Linked DNA regions of Gossypium hirsutum: region 1 is linked to region 2. Evidence: chromatin contacts called from public Hi-C data. All regions are on one chromosome and are shown on one strand. Each heading gives the region's core, a stretch centred on a gene start, on an enhancer-like site or on the middle of the called end of the contact. The rest is flanking DNA. Distances are from core to core; before and after follow the strand shown.

Evidence for each region. A called contact is a pair of places that touch in the nucleus more often than the background predicts.
Region 1: a contact with region 2 is called in a Hi-C map of seedling, with 2.2 times the contacts expected there. The contact joins the enhancer-like site here to the promoter of LOC107945403 in region 2. A contact is called at or near these places in 15 of 34 Hi-C or Micro-C datasets (anther, callus, cotyledon and 5 more).

The regions. Positions count from the first base shown.
Region 1 is chrD12:30,603,643-30,610,685 of Gossypium_hirsutum_v2.1, reverse strand. No RefSeq gene overlaps it. Among protein-coding and RNA genes, the nearest start is that of LOC121224528, 9.6 kb to the left of the region's middle. Within about 2 kb of position 3,210, at least 2 of the 9 cell types and tissues checked have an H3K27ac peak or open chromatin away from gene starts, as enhancers often do. A contact at or near this core is called in cotyledon and fibers, where this site is marked.
Region 2 is chrD12:30,514,856-30,522,023 of Gossypium_hirsutum_v2.1, reverse strand. LOC107945403 (ethylene-responsive transcription factor RAP2-10) reads right to left here and starts at 2,726. Exons shown (of 2, transcript XM_041107905.1): 1 at 1,649-2,726. The coding sequence starts at 2,331. The coding sequence ends at 1,813.

The DNA.
Region 1 (7,043 bases), core at 1,961-4,460, 88 kb before region 2:
CAACATGACCTGTATATTTGCGAATACCGTCTTTTATATCTTGTCTGCAGGATTTTTTCTCTAGATGTTGGTATATCCTGAGGTGGTCAAATTGTTTGCGTTGTTGCTGGGGAGGCAACGTCACTATATTGATTGTAATTTTTGCATATTAATAGAATAATTAGAAAATATTCAGATTATAGATACGATTTTAGCTTATTTGATTATTTATTAACATTACTAACATTTTCTCATTCGCAAGAAATCCTTGTGAACATTCTTGTCCAAGATACCCGCAACAATAACCACTGGAATTAGTTTGGTATAAGTTATGGATAAATTTGATTATATGTGGTTGGATGAGAAATTAGATTATGATAATGACATTTATAAGGAAGGAGTCTATGAAGAATATGAGGAGATCCAAAAGAACTAGCGATTAATGATGCTTGAACTAAGTGAACTTTAAGGAGGAAATCCAATCTGTTTGCATGAAGATGACACTAATATCAATAAAAATTCAATGGATCATTAGTACAAGAAAAATGGAAAATCAAACGAAGCGAAGAACTGAACTGAACTGAACACACTTGTGAGGAAAGGGGACCCTCAAACAGTCGACTAATCCTGAGTATGGAAGAGTATCTGAGTGGATTAGGAGAAATAACGTCACAAGAAGTTATCAAACCAGTTGAGGACATGGTGTCCAAAAAAAGGATCAATCAGGAGTTGGATTCACCTTCCCAACGATAATAGGTTTTAGTGATGAGAACAGCATACGAGTACCAGAAATTACGGATCTATCTCGACGATTAGAGATAATAATATTCACTGTTAACCTAGCGGAAAAATACCTGAAGTCCTTGAACCTTGTGAAAAAGAGCAAGGGAAAACATGTGAATATGGGGGATACATTTAATTTGAATATCTTTTCAAGATATTGATATTTAATCAAACACCTTAAAAGTTCAGTGATTCAGGAATTTTTCAACAATTGACAAAAGTTAGAAAAATACTTATGGATAGGACTTATGCTTACAAGGTTGGCATCAAACAAACAGAACTACTGACAAGCGTGGAACCAAGGCCGAAGGAACCACAGATCACTTGGTTACTAAAAAAATCACCTAGTAGACTTATAACCCAATGTGCAGAAAAAGTTAAAAATTTTTAGAACCAGAACTCAAGTTATGTGGTACATAATGACATTCTAATCGAGACATGCAAGATACCTTCCATAACATTATTTCTGTTAAATGCATTATTTAAAAATGTTATGCAACAACAATCGTCAAATCTATTGTGGAATAAAGACTATAAAATAGGTCAAGGTGGTTGCATTACTATTTGAATTTAAAAGTGACTATTTGCTATGGTCTGCGGAAAGAATAGTTAGTGATCAGTGCAGGTCAAAAGGGTAAATTTAGAGAGTGAGATAAACAAAAAAAAATAGAATGGCGTGATGGGTTCTGGACCAATACGAATAGAAACAAAATATGAGGAATGCCCAAGTTCATATTTACCGAGATGACAGATGAGTCTGCCAGCAAGACCTAATCTTTTGATCTAATCTTAACCTATTGTACAATATTATATATTTCATTAACCGATTAATCAAAAGTTTATAGAAAAATCAACAACAGATCTAACATGTGTTTGGAGAACTTTGAAAATCGAAATATCTAGAAGAATAAGAGCTAGTTTCGCAACACAACACATTTGTGTTGCAACACCGCATCCAAAACTAAAGAATCAAAGAAATCACTTCGACGTCACGACTTAACCTTCTTGTGTCGCGACACGAAAGATATACTACTTTGGTTTTCAAAATTTTAGAGTATGTCGCAACACCGAACCCCGTTGTTGCGATGTTGGAACATTAACAACAACTTCGATTCATGGAACCCCTATGTTGCGACATCGTTGTAAAGTTCTATAGGGTTGACTTGACCCATCCGCGCAACCCTACGACTTAATTCTTACTTTACCCAAATTTTAACCTTAAAAACCCTTAATTTTCACTCAAAAACACTTTTACTCACCTTCCAAATCCTATTCTCAATTCAAACCCTAAACCTCTTAATCCTCCAATGTGATTTCTAAGCCTATACTTGAGAAAAACATCATCAAACACTTAGTGGAGAAGCTGAAACGGTTGCAAGGAGGATGATTTAAGTGTATCTATACTCGTTTTATTGTTCCATTAATTATTGATTATTTTTCTTTGATTGCTTAAAAATTAAATATTAGAAAATGCCACCTAAAAGAAGTAAGAAAGCTTCAGTATGAGAAACTCTGGTAGTTTCGGACCCTACAAAATTCAAAAACCCAAATACTGAATAATAATTTCTCGTGTTACAAGGTAGACCATTCATTTAAAAGCAAGGGTTTGAACCCTCAATGGTTTTGTATAACAAAATTTAGAGTCTAGTTAAATACCATTGTTTGGAGTAATTTTGTATAACCCCCAAGGAAAATGTAGTAATCTCAATAGTACAAGAATTTTATGCTTCTTTTAGAGACCAGGAAATAAGAAAAAGATAAATTTGGGACACGGTAATGGTGACAGGAGAAGAGGTGTCTATTACCGCTAGGTAGATATGTGAGTTCTATAATGTACCTTACTATAGCAAATACTTCCTTGATAACACTAATTTAGATTACTTTAAGGATATAGAAATGGAGGACGTCGTTAAATACTTAACCTAGGGTAGAAGTAGATGGAATTATAGGCAGGATATGACCTTGCCAACTAACTTTAATCAAGCAATAATATTCTCGGTAACAAAAATGTCGATGCAGTTCATAGGCACTAGAATTGCATCCGCATTAAATGTTTTTAACATTAATACTTTCTGAGCTACTCTATTGCGTGGCATTTTGCTACAGAAGTAGATATGTGTGGGAAGATGGATCTACCGTGAAATTAGGATTTGTGCGCACAGCCAAAAAGCTGGAATATTTTTTCCCCACTTGGTGATAGAACGGTGTCAAAGGGTAGAAGTTCCAGTGGACGAGAATGAACAATTTATGAATCCAACAAGAAGCATAAGTGGAGATTTATTGTATGCGCAATACGTCGAAGAAACAAAATATGAACTGGAATTAGAGGAGGAAAGATGATATAGAGGTTCCGATTTCACTTAAGTAGAAAGAGAAGTCGGAAGCTCGAAGATGAGCAACCAGGAGCCTAGACGAAAAACTTTATGGGATGATCAGGTGAATGTAGGAAATAGGCCTGGTACTCCAAGAATTTGCCCGACTAAATGGGTTAAAAGCTCTCAATTATTGGCCGGACATGTTTAGCCAAACACAGACACATCATGAAGGTGAAGATGAGGAGGTAACTTAAGAGAATGAGAGTGAAGAAGACCTTCTAATAGAAGATGATGACTATGAGACGACATTCCAGCCGCAATATTCTACACCAAAAGGGCCTGTCATTAGAAGTCTAACTCCCCAAGCACCTTCGACGAGTGGGGGCTCTTACACAAGATATGGAATGGGATATGGGAAGGCACCAATAGATAGGAGGCATTCGTCTCATTTTAATGATTCTGATGAGCATTGAAACTAAATTTTAGTTTTCTGGGATTGTATAAATTGTTGGATGTTTTTTAATTTTTAATTTGTTAGGAGTAGGAGTAATAGTAAATTGTTATTTTTCTGTTGCAAATATATATATATATAAGAACCTCACTTGGAAGTAGAACAACAGTTTTGAGCTTGTAAGCATAAGAGGAGCCACCCACCAATAACCAATGGGATTACCACGAAGAATTGGGTAACTTATTTCCTTATCTTTTACACGGCTATATATTGAGGACAATGTGTTATCTAAAGTGTGGGTGGTAACATAGAAAATTTATTTTAAATTTTTATGCATTTCTTTGATTTTTCTTGTCAATTGTGTCCTTGAGCTTTTAGAAATTCAAGTGATTGGTTAGAAGCATGTACATAGGTTGATTGTATTTACGGTAAATATTGCATGATGATAGGTGATTTAAAATTTTTTTATTAGACTATTAAGTTTTATATATTACACTGTAAATAAGCATCAAGTAATTTAATGTACCAAATGACATAAAGAATACAAGGAAACAAGCATGCTAGTTAGAATGATAAATTGTCGAATTTATGATTGTTTGGTTGACTAAATTTGTGAATATTGAGATACCTAGGGATGACTTAAGTCATTGTTTGGTATACACCCAGAGCAAAAAAACTAACCCTATTTATTCATCTTTAGTACCTATTTTGAGCCAGAAAACCCTTCTTGATAAACCTATATACAAAACCTAAGCTAAAATGATAATTGTGCTGACCTATTTCTTTGGTCTTGAATTGCATGATTATAGACGTCTGACAATAAATATTGAGGGATAAGTAGATACATTACGGTGGTTTTTAAAAATAAAGCAATAAGAAATATTAGTAGAGAATAGTGATTATAAGTTAGCTCAAAGTGCAAAAAGAAAAGAAATCAAAAAGAAAATTTAACGAGTAGAAAAAATACGTGAAAAGTAAAAGCAGTTGTGAGTGAAGTACAGTGAAAAAGAAAGAAAAAGTGATAAAGTCATAGTTACAGAAAAACTCAGCCACTATTGCACAAAAAATCGTAAGTGAGCCATAGTTAATATATGATACTGAGATTTCCTATAAGGAGATAAAAGGAAGGTGAGAGAAGAAGAAATAAGGCGGTGAGCAAGAAAGGGTCACTAAGGGGGAAAATATGAGACAATATGATGTGCCAAACTATTTTCGTGCTTGAAACTATGTGATGTTTACTATTCTTGAAATCCATACCTGCCCTAAGCATCAAAACATTACAACCCGAAAAGCCCTATGTGATATAGGTAGACTTATTCACAATTTGAAATTATACTGAATAGTTGCATTTATAACTGTTTGTGTTCTGCTAGGATAATCAAATTGCTTGAATAATTTATTGATGGATTCCTACACTTGAGACCCTTAATGCTTTTATGCTTTTTAATATACTGAACTTAAGTGTTTGATATTAAAAGTGGTAAGTCAGCTAATTATCATGTCAAGATTATGTGTGAATATGAATTGCTTATTCAAGGGCTCCAAAGCTAGCACTAGTACCATACTTGTTCAAGGATCGTCTTTTCATTTACTATTTTTATTTGTGTTTCTTGAGGACAAGAAATGACATAAGTATGGGGGAGTTTGATATGTTGTAATTCGATGTCGCAGATTAAACTACCTTCCGCACTTTAGGAGCTTGAACATAAGCATTTTAGTTAATTTTTAAATACATTTTCATAAATTTAGTTTAGTTCAATAAAGTGTGTAATTTGAGTTGTTTATTGGCCTTAGGGGCTGAATGAGACCTAAGGGTGAGCTAATATACTTTTTGAGCATGCAGGATACCATTAGAAGTCGTGCTAACTCGATACTGGTCGCTATGTTGCAACATGAAGGATTGGATGTCAGAACATAGGACCTGGTGTGTCGCGGCATCGCCTCTGTACAAGAAATAATTACGAGCTACGAGCGTTTTGGTATGCACATTTAAATGTTAAGCACAAGGATGAAAATTGACCTAGGGTTAAGGACGAAGGCCCCCCTAAAGTCTATAAATAGGCTCATTTAACACCTGTTATAAACACCCTTTCATATTGTATAATTTTCTCTTTAGATTTATTCTTTAGTTTTTCTATTCTCTTAAGCTTAAGTTTTATTTTAGTTCCTATTATTAACTTCTTTAGGGAAATCAGATTTGTGAAATACCATCAAACTTTGTGAGGATTCTACAATTAAACTCTAATATAAATCAGGCTTCTTCTAAACTCTATTCTCTTGAATTACTCTTCATGTTTATTCTTTCTATCAAGTTTATATATTTTATTAGATTCATGAGGAACTAATCTTCTTGTAGGGGATTAATGAGTGGAGGTATGATTAATTAACTATTTTGTAGGGTTTTTTTGTCTGTCGTAATTAGGTGTAATAGTTTAAACTAATTTTTGCACTTTAGGAGCTTGAAAGTAAGCATTTTCATTAGGTTTTAATTATGTTTTCGTATGTTTTCTTAAGGTTAATGAAATGTGCAAATTAAGTATTTTATTGACCTTAGGGGCCGAATGAGGCCTAAGGTGAGCTAATGAACTTTGTAAGTGTGCAGGAGACCATTAGAAGGCATAATAAACTGATATTGGTCACTATGTCGTAGTGCAGAATTATCAATGTCGCAACATGGAGAGCAGAAAAGAGAAATCACAAGATTGCCTTCGATGTCGCGACATAGCTTAAGGGTGTCACGGCATACCCCTAAAGACATCCCAAAAGGAGTATACTGAATCCTTTGCCGTAACACATGTCTTGATGTGCCGTGACATCAACTCTGAATGGGAATTAACACGAGCTAGGGGGCGTTTTTGTCTACACTGTAACACCCCAAACCCAACCTAGTCGTTATGGCCAAGTCCAGAGACATCACAAAGAATGGGTTTTGAAAACTGAGTTGTTTCGATAAACCATTCAACTTTTATAACTCGTATTCATTCATATTACTGAAAACATCATTTAATTAGTTCATTTGTCAAAACATAATTTACAGCGGAAGTCTTAAAACCGTTATATTTAAAAAAATACAGTTCGTGTTTTTAGAAAATCTTTGTTTTCATAAAACCACTATTTCGGACACGTATTGCAATGAAAACATCAAAATCACATCCAAATCCAAAATAAAACCAACAGTCTGGAGAGTCCCAAAAATTACAAACTCTCAAATAAAACCAGAATTACAAATAAAAACCATAGATTGCTAAGTTAAAACAATTCTCGATCAAGTGGTCATCGTTGAGCCTCCGCTGCACCGACCCATCAAAATCTGTGGATTACCTGAACAGTACAGACAAACAGATGTGAGTTTTTGTAAACTCAATGTGTAACCCAACAGAAATAGACATGTTATACATACAAAAGTCGCATACACAATCAGATTCAGATTCGGACCTAAGTCCTTTGCTGATTCAGATAATAGGAACAGACATGCAAAATTGATATATAGAATGTTACCCCCATCCTTTACACAC
Region 2 (7,168 bases), core at 1,477-3,976:
GTGTCTATTTTAGCTTACTGCAATTGGTTCGAAAACTCATTTGTATTTATCGTTTACTTTTTCAGTATGTCCAACTCAATGGTCCTCAATTTTGCAGAGTTTCAACAAAGTACATAAGATACTCAATGAAACCAACGGACCGGTAGTTGGGGATTTAGTGACAGCAGCTCCATTAGTCGTACGTGAAACAACCAACTTTTGCACACTTCGGTTTGACACTAAAGCTTGACTGCTTCCCCTTTTATATGTCATTCTTTTGGTATGATAGGAAAGCATTAAGCTTCAAAGCTAAGATTTTCATCCAAATCCATATCGACCTACCACTAGAACTGGATTCAACATGTCACTTAAATATTACATAGCGCATTTCCTGTCATTTGAAGATCGGTATCATCACAAGAAGAGATGTTGTGAGAGCTGCCCTTAGATAAAGCTCGATAACTAAGGAAAAGCTTAACTCAAATGAAAAACAAATTGGAGAGAGAAGATGACACGTGCAGTACGTTTATTTTGTCCTGTGTTTTACCTTTTTCTCAAAATTTACTCCTGTATTTAGTATGGGATTTACATTATAGCCATACAACTCTTTCACCAGGGTCAACACGCAGTAATTAAGAAGAAATTCATGTCAATCCCTTAAATCCGCAGATTTGATAGACGGCTAATTGGCCAAATATCTACATCAAAAGAGGCCAATGGGCATTGAAGATTCTTAAGTTACTCTTAAACAAACAAGTTTCTTTCGGTGATTGGAAGAAAGTAGTTGTTAAGGAGGACGAAGAAGAAAACAAGTCAAAGCATAAAAATCGTATTGGTGTTTTTGGAAGGTCAAGGAGGGGCGAGATTTGACAACTAATGTAATAGATTATTATGGAAAAAAACCTTCCGCAACAGCCAAGTTGGACCGACCAAAACATCATCATCCATTTCCAGGAGGACGGCAATCGTTCTTTTCTTTTTATTATTATTTTTATTCTAGCTTCACGTGTCCCACATCCAGAGTGGAGAACCAGAAAAATACCTACCTCAAAATCTTATCACTCTACTAGTTATAGCATTAGTGGTTAGTATGGCCAATTTGCACCTAACTGCCCGAATGTGTAGGCCACTGCATTTTCCCTTTTTCATCTCTTCTTGTCCATTCCTAATATCTAATACTATCACAAAATATATATTTTTAAAAAAGATAATATTATATAAAACAAATAATTAACCTATAAATTATTTTTAAAAATAATTATATCTATTTCCTCACTTTATTTGCTTTTTTTTCCGGTGGGGAGTGATCTTTAGACTATATGTCGCTTCAACTTGCACATCTGGTCCCTCCACTCTCCCCGAAGAACAGGAGTGACACCAAAGTAATTATATATCTTTTTTACTGAATCACAGTGAAGAGGCTTCCTATATAAGCACAACCAAATTAATAATAAAAAAAAACCCTGTAAATGAAGTATAGAAATTAGAGGTTAGAGCCAAATATACAATTATCCTTTTTCTTTTTCTCCAGTGGTCAAATTTTTTACCACCGTCAAATCCCACCAATGAAAGAAAAACTGCCTAAATAGAAAAACCAAAAAGATTTTTCATTACGACTAATAATTAATACAAAAGGTTTCATCATTTTTTCAGCGTAACCTAGACTTACCTCCACTACAGTGTGCATGATAGGAATTGCCCCCGGTGCATTTTAGCAACCACCTCCCTTTTCCCCTTCCTTTTTTCCCTCGGGGTAGCCGCCAAAAGAGACGGAACAAAAATTACATCATAAAAGTTGGAGGGTCATGATTCAATCAATTTTTTTTTAACTTCCTATTTCCTTTCCCATTCACCATCTGAATCTTCCGGGTCGGGCATCTTGTTCAAGTCAACCCGATGTAAAAAACCGCCTGTACTTGGCTTCAACTCTTCGTCATAACCATGATTATAATTATGACCACGATGATTATGATGGTGGTGGTGGTGGTGAGCTGCCTCAAGAGCATCAACTCTAGCACCAACTTCAATAGCTTTTTTCCTTATAGTAGCCGCTGACAAATCCCCACCGAGAGAGCCGCCACCGGCGCTGCCAACTCTCTCTCCCGCCAAAAGGTCAGGAAAGTTCAACCTCGCCGACGGTCCACGCAGGTAAAAAACCGCCGTGTCATAAGCTCGAGCCGCCGCAACAGGTGTTGAATAAGACCCTAACCAAATCCTCGACCGTTTATTGGGTTCCCTAATCTCAGCCACCCATTTCCCCCACTTCCTCATCCTTATCCCTTTGTAAGGCCTCTCCGCCGTGGACTTCCTCGAACTCTCCCTTGAAGCAACAACTCCTGTTCCATTCTCCATGCCTTGCAAATTATTGGAGAAATCCTATGTTCCTCAACTCTGGGTTGTGTAGTCGGGAGGCTTGGGTTTTTATTAGAACAGGGGAAGAAAGCTGGAACTATGAAGGGGGAGGAGAAGAATGGAGAGTTGGAGATGACATAGTTAGTTTGGTTGTGTCGTGTTTGAAATGTAATGTTTTTCCGACACAACAAAGTTATATGTTAGAACAAACAAAGAAAGGCAGAGAGAAAGAGAAGGAAAAAAAACTATAAAAGAGAAGATCCAAATTCACCGACACAAATCTATGTGGAGTAAGGGAATTTTGTTATAAATACAACATACACAATATTATTATTCTTAGTAATTGTTATAACTGGGGGAAAAAGGGAAACGGGGCGTGGACTTGGATGCTTTAAAGCATGGCATGTTGGGGTTGTCATTGGCATATAAATATGAATTTTATTGTCTTCCATCTTCTTTTATTATCTTTGATTTCAAACTTATTTTACACCTAATTTATTGTTTAAATATTAGTTTATGATTTTGTTTTCTTATTGCGATGCTTTCAAAATAGAATTTATTAATCTCATTTCTTTCATATTAAAATAGAGAGATGAAACCGGTGTCCTTAGGTGTTTGTTTAGCTAAGATTTCACACTACAGTATACTTTAATCATTAATTAAAGAATACATAAAAAAAACTTGATCACGCAAACAATTAAGTGATTAGGAAGGCGGTGATGGAGGGATTGGAGGAATTGTCGTTTTGTGGGCAAGTGAAGTGAATTTCAAAGGGTTTTAAAAAGGAAATTACTTTTTCGTTTTCTCAACCTTTTTTAATTAATCAATAATTAAACTCAATTTCATGATAATGATTCTATCTTTGTTTGTTTTGCCATCTTTTTATTATAATAATTTTGTTTTTAAAGGAGTGAGTAGGCGAGCAAGAGCTAAGAGATAGGGTAGGTCGGTGTTCGGTCGGTGGATAGATACCGTTAGGAATTGACTTTCTCTCCACGCAATGGGTGGATGGGCTTTTTTGTCTTTCTACTTTTTAGTTTATAAACTTTTTTTAGCACGTTTGTTAAAATTTATAGCTTTCATTGTTAATTGGAGTTTTTTAGAATTCTGAAACATAGAAATAAATAATTGACGGGTGGAACGCGGATGTCTTGAACATACTGAACTTGTAGTTGTAATCAGTGGGTTTTTAATTTCACATTTTAACTGTTTGAAGGTGTATTTATATTTGTATTGTCAACTAAAATGTTTAATATCGAATTTTCATTTATATCAGTTTTGGTTTTAATTTTTATGCAAGCCATAAGCATTTATTGTTGGTAAAGAAGTTAAAGAAATCTCTCTACCACGGGCTGAGTTAGAGCGAGCTGTGAAGAATGTAGAGAATAAGGATCCATTACTTGTGAATAGTGATGACTTGGAAATGGAGGAGGCAATCTTTAAGGAGAAGTTTATGGCAAATGCACATGGAGACAATAAGACAGAAGGGGTTCTTGGATGATAATGAGATAGCTCTACATGAAGATGATGTGCATATCTCAACGGATGACCCTTATCTAGATATTTGCTTTTCTAAAAGAGTTCATGGTCTAACTGATCAGAGTATGCACCAAATGCTTATTGTTCGTTTTCTTGGCTGAACAATTGGGTATCGGGCACTTGAGAACATAATTAAAAGCCTTTGGGAAGTTGTTGGTGAATTCAAAATTGTCAATCTGGATAATAATTATTTCCTTGTGAAGTTTGCCAACCAAAAGGTCTTGGTGGGAGGATCTTGGATGGTCTATGGACATTATCTTATTGTTCAGCCATGGAGCCACGAGTTTTCTACAAAAGTGTCACATCTATCGAAAATTGTTGCTTAGATTCATTTACCAAGACTCCCATATATGTACTATGGGCTTAATGAGGGCAATTGCTAAGGTTATTAGTAAGGTGGTTAAAATAGACTACAATATACAAATTTTGGTAATTGGGGGTGCTTTATGAGGATTGTTTTTGTGATCGACTTGAACAACCCTATTGTCTTCTTTATTGGGGTTGATAGGGTTTAAGAAATATATTGAATATGAGGAACTTCCAACAATTTGCCATAGGTGTGGGAGATTCGACCAATTTAAAGAGAATTACTCCTTGAGTGATAATGTTGAGTAAAGTATGTTAGGATCTTGTACCTTGAGTGTAGTTTATTCGTTATTTATGCTTGTAATTTTTTTAATAGATTGATTTAAATAAAATTCCATTATTCACATTAATCTTATTTGTACTTGTCCTCAACAATTTTTTCATGCAAAGCAAAATATAAGCAAATATTGACTCATTGATTACCTAGTGTTTAACTAATACTAAGTTGCATAATGGTTGGATTGTAATGTGAGAAGACAACTTGAATTAGTAGGTAATCTAAAAGGTCCACAGTCTTATGAATCGAAATTAAGCAAATTGATTAAAAGGCTATTATGTTGTCTATCAAGTCCAAATAGGGAGATACCTTGTCTTGGGTATTAGAGTGGTTTCCTCTTCTAAGATAGAGACAAAAATGTGATTGTTCGAATTGACAACACATCGGACAAAATCCAAGTTGAATTAATCCTAGATTCATTTATGGATTAATTTACTTCTGACATTCATAGTGTGGCTTACCTCAATCTTGAGTAAGCAATAGGCTATGTGTAACACCCTCAACTCGACCCGATTTACCGAGTTCGGATCTCGAGTGTTACTAGGCGGTGCAAAACATTTAGTAAAAAAAAGTTTATTATTTCTTTTTTAAGATTGTTATTTGAAGTCCATAAGAAAATCTCAACATTTTTAAAAATTTGAAATGGAGTACATGATAAACATTTGATTACAACTCATCTGATTCAAATCTCTACAAGTTAGGGAATTATTTAAGATAGACTTAAAAAAAATTTTAAAGTTGCACCACCAGTCTTTTATATGCATTATAGCCCAATTCGCCACTAGCTTGGCGTACTTTTGGTGTTGTCCCTCCAGGAAAATCTACTTCTCAACAAACATGAAAAAAAGTAATAACCTCGTAAGTACAGAAGTATTTAGTGAGTTCATTGATAGTACCTTGGCGGAGTATTGTAATACTTTAGGACTTTCCATGGTTCAACTTCTACTCTTTGCAATTTGCTATGGCTGATATCGTAAGGTCTTATTCTTCATGTACACGCCAATTATCACATCCCTGTTATACTTAATCTTTTGTACTTAATTAGCAGGAGGGCCCTTCTCGTTATTTCATGGTTTTCTAGCCCAAATATACTTTTGTAAGAGAATACCCTTAGAAACCACTTCCATCAATCCATAACTCAACTCATGTTCTTCTTCCAATTAATTTCTTACTTTCATTGTCTTGGGCGAACACATACATATGTCGAATACTTACATAGTTTTTCATACTATTGATTCTTACTCAAATATGCCCTGATTCATTTAAGTTCTTATACCTGTACTGGTAATTCACTGCGAGCAACATCCAAGTGAACTCCATATCATGCTATAACATAATCTCATAATTCAAAACAACATTGACTTAGATTCAGAATAAATTTAAAAGATGTGATAACCTTTACTTTTGATACTTACAGATCATTATAAGAAACACCCTTCTTGACTTATAGATATACCTCTCATTTTCATGGAAATCCCTTAAGACTTTATTCAAATCTTATTCCAAAGCTTTTGTCAAAAAAAAAACTCTTATTCCAAGCATATAAATACCTTATATAGGTTATACATATTACAGAACTACTAGAACTTACTAATATCTTTCCATAGAGACAGACATTTAGATTCATAGCTTACCAGATATTCTTGACAGTTCATGCCACAATAACTTAGCAAAATACACCATACAAGCAATCAGAGAGAACACACCACTAAGGAGATCCACTTAAAGTTCACTACAAATTCTATTATTTTATATTATGCCACAAAGGCATTCCTTTAATATTACGCCACAAAGGCTTTTCTTTCATTTTGCGCCATAAAGGCTTTTCTTTCATATTATGCCATATGCTTTTCTTTTATATTACACCACAAAGGTTTTTCTTATCTGATGTGTTTATGATATGGATTTGCCTAAACTCACGTTATGTGAGGATTGCCCATCATCATCTTGGGACACGCAGAGAACCGCATTGGGTAATCACCATCCTTTAGTTCCTTTCAGAAGGTGCCATGGCCATGGGCTTTTTCTTCAAGATTCATATTAGAGATCGTGTTTTTAGTCCCAACGGATCCCTTTAGACTCTACCACGGTGAACAGACACAGACTCACTTGACTAACTCTTAATGCATTAGCGCCATTTAAGACTTCATACTTTTATCCATTAACAACACCCGACTATCTCACATTTAATCAATATATTCCATTTGTAATCATACAATCATACATCATCATTAGAATACTTATGACATACTTAACTTGTTAGATTCCATGCGGACTACGCATGCAAGACCTAACAAACATTCATACAATAGTATGACCTTCATATTATACTTTTATGATGTTGGTTTCATAGTTCATCCAATTTTCATAGAAATATCTAGCATAAATGGTATACATGCATGAGTCAGTTCAGGGACTCACCTAACAACCATTGATAACAACTAGGACTCTAGATTCATCATCTAACCAGAAATCGCAATAACCACTGCTTATAAAACATGTGAACACCATCAAAATTCATTCTCAAACTTTTACCATCATCTGAAACCCAGATAACCACCATGCAAAGCCTTTAGTTCATCTTACTGCTCACACACATAAAAGCAGACTTACTCTTTCAGAAGCCAATATGCAATACCATAATACTTACCCAGG